Linked DNA regions of Triticum aestivum: region 1 is linked to region 2. A link is a contact called in public Hi-C data. All regions are on one chromosome and are shown on one strand. The core of a region is the stretch at or near the end of the contact, and the rest is flanking DNA. Distances in the headings are between cores, read along the strand shown.

What was found. Hi-C and Micro-C count contacts between places; a contact is called where the count stands out from the background.
Region 1: a contact with region 2 is called in a Hi-C map of leaf, with 3 times the contacts expected there. The contact joins the promoter of LOC123054062 here to the promoter of LOC123054059 in region 2. A contact is called at or near these places in 2 of 5 Hi-C or Micro-C datasets (both in leaf).

The regions. Positions count from the first base shown.
Region 1 is chr2D:495,251,111-495,254,153 of IWGSC CS RefSeq v2.1, reverse strand. It overlaps LOC123054062 (probable metal-nicotianamine transporter YSL9), which reads left to right and starts at 1,677. Exons shown (of 8, transcript XM_044477728.1): 1 at 1,677-2,230; 2 at 2,500-2,935; 3 at 3,028-3,043. The coding sequence starts at 2,563.
Region 2 is chr2D:494,877,551-494,880,907 of IWGSC CS RefSeq v2.1, reverse strand. LOC123054059 reads right to left here and starts at 1,946. Exons shown (of 4, transcript XM_044477723.1): 1 at 1,466-1,946; 2 at 722-877; 3 at 125-336; 4 at 1-29. The coding sequence starts at 1,849.

The DNA of each region.
Region 1 (3,043 bases), core at 428-2,927, 370 kb before region 2:
GGAGAGTTGCGTCTTCTCGCCAATCTCATCCTCATATTTGTTGTGTATCTTGATCAGATCAGTGATCACTAGTTCGCAAGAAGAAAAAAGATCAGTGATCACTGATTAGTCCTTTCCGACGAGAATGCGTGTGATTTGCTGCGTATTAGGGCATCCAGCGGCAACCTCGTCCGCGTACATGGGACCAGTTCGTGGGGATGCAAGAGGCAGCCATCCAACGCTAATTGCATATATTTTTACAACAACTCAAACCAACCGGATGAAAATCGTGCAAACACGGCTGGATTTCATGCAAACATGACGAATTTCATATAAAAAACCCGGATTTTCATAAACATGACAAATTTCGGTACACTTACATCAACGGTGCTAGTCCGACTCTGAAGGTACAATTAAATCTAGATCATCGCTCGCGGATCCCTTTTCTTCCTCATGTCCGGCAGCCCGATCACCGGACTGCCGGGAGCCCTGGAGGTATATGTTTTAGCGTAAAGGATGGCTCGCTTCCCCGCTGCTCATCGAAGTGGAACTCTCGGCTGATGCTTCAGTGGGAGCGGAAGGCAGATCGACGAAGGTCCTCGAAAGAGAATAACCAGGTAAGACACTGGATGTGTACGCCGATGTCGCCTAGGCGGTGGCCTTCGTGGGACCCAAGCGGCGGCGGACTCCCGTGTTCTACTTCTCCTCGGTGATGGCGGCGGACGCGGAGGCGCCGGCCACCGACTCGTCGCTCTCCGTGCACCTGGCTTCTGCCACTGGCTGCATGGCGCGGTCGCAAGCACGGGAGGCGCGGTCGCATGCACGAGAGGCGCGGTCACAGGCACGGGAGGCACGACCGCAGACGCATGAGGCGTGGTCATCGATGGCAGCGCTGATGCCCGTGCTGCCATGCTCCCCGCTGTGTCGGCGTCGATCAACTGACCACTCCTCATTGAGTGGGCATGGAGCGGCGAGTTGTTGAATCACGCGGCAGCTTGGGGCGGCAAATTGCTCCGTCGGGTGAGGCGCGGGAGGTGGAGCAGCGAGCTGCTTCGCTCGTATCCGATGGGCTCGGCGGGCCACCCAGTCGGCTTGTATGCCGGAGAACTACTCTTCGAAAGCCATCAGAAGAGTGATGGAGGAGGAGATTGGGGGAGCGGCGGAGGGGTGTGATTGCCCGGCGTCTGCCCTTGTTTAAATAGAGGACGAACGGTAGGAGCTCGGCCGACTTTGCGTTTAATGCTGGCCCGCTCATAGGTTTCTCGGCTTTCACGCGAGGTTAATGGGGGCGTATGAATGCGGTGAGAAGGCGTGTTCAGCCGGGCGTGCAGCAGACGGTGCCCTCGGCTGGCGCACCGCTTCAATGGCGGAGGCAGTGAGAGGTCGCGCCCGCCCTGAACCGTCTTCAATGCGGAGCAGCGCGCTCTACAACGGCAGAATGCGGGCAGCTGGCGCTGGGCGGGAGCACGCGCGGGAGGGGAGGAGTTTTTTGGTGGGCCGGCGGTCAGAAGCGGGCTTGTGAGCAGTCCGGACTCCTACAAATCTTTTTTAGTTTTGTCTTTAGTTTGCGGGAGAAATCGTGTTCAGACTCCTCTACGAAGGTGGTGTTGGATGACTTTCGCGTTCCGGTCCGGTTCGAACGGTTGCGGGAGGTTTACTGTCCGCCCTTGCTCCCTCCGTTCCGCTCCCCGCTTCATTTCTTGCTTTTCGAGTCGACGTGGGCTTGTGGCGTCCTACTCCGAGCGGTGCGTGCCGGGGAGCCGTCAGCCGTGGCGACCACACGCCGAAAGTTAAGTTAACCAGCTGATTTATGCGGGGTCACCGAAGCCGAGCCTTCTTTCAGCTACGCAATCGCGTCAGTTAATGATTTTTCAAGCAAACCGTAGATCGATCTCGCCCGGATCTTCGTTGACTCTGTTATTTTTAAATAAAAGTCTCTCCAATTTCAGCCCCTTGGTCTAGAGTTCTGATTGGACGGGGATCGTTCCCGAGCGTTGATCAGCAGATATTTTAGCGACGATGCGTGTCGATGAGGAACTCCCGTCAGTTTGCTTGTATGCATGTGCTACGCAGCTCTTGCACAGTTGTTTGCACACAAACACAAGCTCTGAGTCTCACGGGGAGCAGCCACCGATTGCTGCGGTGCGGAGCATACATTGGTGTGGTGTGTCCTCTTCCGTCGCCTTTCCATCATTTTTCTGACGGGGGCGCCGCTCCCAAGCTGTTCGGTCGAAGCTAGAGGGCCCGGCAGGTGAGATTTTTTTTTTTCATGCTCTCTGTATGTGCAATTCTCCATTCTAACTGAAGAATCAAGAATGTCCTCCTTGCTCCATGGATTCTGCCTTGGAATCTCACTCACAGCTCTCTCTCGAGCTCACTCGGAGCTAGTAGTAGTACGTGTGTAGAGCTCACTAATGATTAACGAACACCGTCCTCTGTCCGGCGGTCCGATGACTCCTCCGTCTCCCCCCGGACTCGAATCTGACGCTGCGATAATCTGCCCCCACTATGTCTATGCAGCAGGACAGGCGGAGGAAGCACCCGAGGCCGCCGCCGCCGCCGTCGCCGGGCGTCGAGCTCGCGATGGCGCCGCACTCGCGGGACAGCCGCAGAGTCCATTTCGAGGAGATCCGCGAGCTCGACGGCGACGACTCCGAGCTGGGGGCCGGGCACGCGCGCGGCCGCGTGCCGCCGTGGCGGGAGCAGCTGACGGCGCGCGGGATGGTGGCGAGCCTGGCCGTCGGCGCCATGTACAGCGTCATCGTGATGAAGCTCAACCTCACCACGGGCCTCGTCCCCACGCTCAACGTCTCCGCCGCGCTCATCGCCTTCGTCGTCCTCCGCGCCTGGACCAAGGCGCTGGCCCGCCTCGGCGTCGCCGCCCGCCCCTTCACGCGCCAGGAGAACACCGTCGTGCAGACCTGCGCCGTCGCCTGCTACAGCATCGCCGTCGGAGGTCAGGGCTGGCCACACATCACATCCGCCAATTTGGCAAGTGGAGACCTTGGATTGAGACGCGTCCTTGGATTTTTTCCCCCCTTCCCACAGGTGGGTTCGGGTCCTA
Region 2 (3,357 bases), core at 697-3,196:
CACTCAACTTCATTCCTTCCGTGATATATCTACAAGTTTGTGCAATCATGTAAGTTTTCGATGGCTCGATCTACAAAGATACAAACAAACAAAAGGTGTGGATATTCAGGACAAATTTGATTACCCTTCCTCAAGACGGATAAGCTGAGCTTCTTCAGAAGAAAGATTTCTTTCTTGTAGCCAACATTTCAAGGTTGAAGATAGATCGGTACTTCTGCTTGTTGTAACCAAAACATTTTCATCGATCAATGGAACAACTTTCGTGTGGTACCCAGCTTTCACCAAGGCTCTTTTACCTGATTTTGCATCTGTTATGTAGAAATCAGCAGCAAACCTCTGCCGAACTCCACAAAATGTTCAAATGAGAAAAAATAGCATATGTCTGTAGTATCTCACTAGGTACTACAAACCGACAATAACGGCAGAAGCACTATAAAGTTACAAAGGTTGACCCTTGGTGCATTTTGTTGCTTACCAATTATTCTGGAAAAGGAGCTAAAATAATAGGGAATACCCTTGGTGCATAGACTGATAGTATGTTTGTAACACAGTTGTGGTGCGTAGACTAGCTTAAGGCACGATAAGCAGAATACATAATCATTACAGAAAAGAAGCAAAATTGCGATGAGATAGGTGCAAGATGAATGAAGTATGTGTGTGGTACATACAAGGATAAATAATCTCTGCAAATTAGATGTAGATAACCGCAGAGCATTCTTACCTCAGCATGTGTCAATTTCCACCTGGAGCAATTATTTTTAGGATTTGCCACCTCAGAACCCCATCTACCACATTTTCTTAGCAGCGTAGATGTGTATACACAGTTCTCCACCTTCTCATATGAAGAAATCAACGAAATATCACCACATGAAACCAGCTGCACAAAAGAAGGAACATTACAACATATATGAGATTAGCACACCATTCTACTCACATGGTAAATGCACAAGGAAAACAATGCTTGTACCACAGCAATGAATCGGCAAGCCGAGAAACCAAAAGGAACGATCATTAGCCTTTAGTCTTTACATAGAAGTTACTTATGTAAGCTTGGCAAATAAAGTAGGCAGCTCTTTTCCCCTTGCAAGATTATAATATCCAGCCAGCGAAGCTTCTATTCACAGCAATCTAATCTGAGAGAACTAACTTTCAAGATAAGGTCAACGAGCATACACCCATCCAAAAGATTGATGCACCTATACTACACGGCACATGAGTGGGATTGCCACAAGATGCGGAAAGGCTACACGTCGCGCGCATTATACTTCACATATCTTATCTTAGAAATCGATACACTTAGTATACTCCATACAAAATGCGACTGAATTTACTGCCCCACCAAATGGCGGCTCAATTTCGGCAGGCACGAGACTTGAGAACAGAACACTTGTTGGACTTGTTAGATCAATTTCATTGCAATTGCGATCGAGAACAGGTAAAATGCATAAGCAATCGCAAAACGTACGCCGGTAATCTTGACGAGCTGGCCGTCGGCGGCGGCGCGGAGGCTGGAGGCCGGGAGCCCGTCGACGAACCGCCGCAGCACGCGGCCGGAAGCCGCGGCCGCGGCATTCCACAGGAGGAACGCGGACACGGCCGCCGAGAGCACCAGCGCGAGCACGAGCAGCACGGGGCTGCGCACGACGGCGAGGACGAGGACGCCGAGCCCGATCCCCACCGCGAGCAGCGCCGCGACCGCCAAGGCCGCCGGCCTCGGGAACGGCGCGGGCACGGGGCGCCCCGCGTCCCCGGCGGTGGCGCAGAGGTCGTTCAGGGCGGCCGCGTTCGCGCCGGCCTCGGCGTCGGCGGTGGCGCCGCGCCGCTTGCCGTCTTCCCCTCCCGGAAGCATATCTGTCAGCCGCTCGGCTCCCTCCGTTGGCTGCGTGCTCCTACTGTGGTCACTGTTTTGCTCCCTGCCTTTTGACCTTTCCGTCCCCTGCTCTTTCCCCGGTGGTGGGCTTGGCCCTGGTTCTGGCGTGCGGTTTAAGGAAAAGAGGAACCAGCGCGGCGCGCATCTTTACGATGACAGGTGGGGACACGCACACCTCAGTCCCACCTACCAGTCATCGGTACATGCGGTACATTAGAGACGGGCCATGGGGTGATGGTATAGGACTAGAAGATGACGTGTGGGCCCGAATATTGCTCGGCCGCTATGTCAGCGAAGGGTGTAGTGCGGTGCAGTGTGGCTACAGAACTGAGACCACGCTATCAGACTTGGCGTGCTCACTAGTCACATGAGTGTGCTCACTGGACTGAGTGACTGACAGTGAAGCAGTTGGCACCGTACGCTGCCACAATGCGATGATACAGGCATATCAGCTCTCTGACGCGTGGGCCCAGAAGCAGAAGCCTTTTTTATTTTTGCGAAATCCAGAAGCAGAAGCCTGTGGTCACGTATACATATATCTAGGATAATCGCTCTCAGCATATATGGTATTGTACTAATTGCCAGCGGTTGATGACGTGGGAGGGGCTAAGCAGAGGAATTAAGGAACTGTCACAGCTTTTCGTGAGCTCATTATTTAACTCCGTCCAACTCCGACCGATGGGCCCTTGAAGTCACAGGTCTAATCTTTCTGATTCTTTCGAGTTTTTAATTCACGCTTGTCCCTAGGCAGACGGCGACAGAAGAGACACACACCGCAGCAACATGCAGCAGCCGTAAGCGTATTGCTACGGTGATCTGCTCTGCTGCATATTCTGAATCTCTGATCTATTGTACCAGTACACTATACGCCGTACCAGCGGTCAACGCTACAGTAGAGTAGTATACTCCTGTACTCTCACAGACCGTACTTTACAGTATACGATATGCTTTTTTATTATAAAATGGACGGAATCACGCGAGCCTTGGAAAGACCTGGAGATGGGTTGTATTCCTTTCGTCCAGATTTATTGGCCCCTTCTATTTTAATTGTATAAATTTTAGCTATAAATATGAATTGTACTCTTTCCATCCAGAATTACTTGTCGCAGAAACTCCTGCGACAAGCAATTCTGGACGGAGGCAGTATGTCACAAAAGTTATATCCTCGAATGACTCTTTTGAATACAAATCCAATGTCATACTTTCTGTAACATATCCCATATTTTGTTAGCTATGTTGATAGTTTGGCCAAAAATATGAAGGATCCCAATAAATCTGAACGTAGTCAATACTTTTTTCGTCCGGAAATACTTGTCGAATAAATTATTTCTCCGACTAGTATTTGCGGACGGAGGGAATACAAAATTTGATAAGGTTTACATGCAGGGATGGAGCCAAGGAAGACTGTATGACAAGGAGGTGTGGCAAATTATCGTTGCACCAATGTTTGGGAGGGCCTAAACCATTAAAACACAATTTGTTTTCTG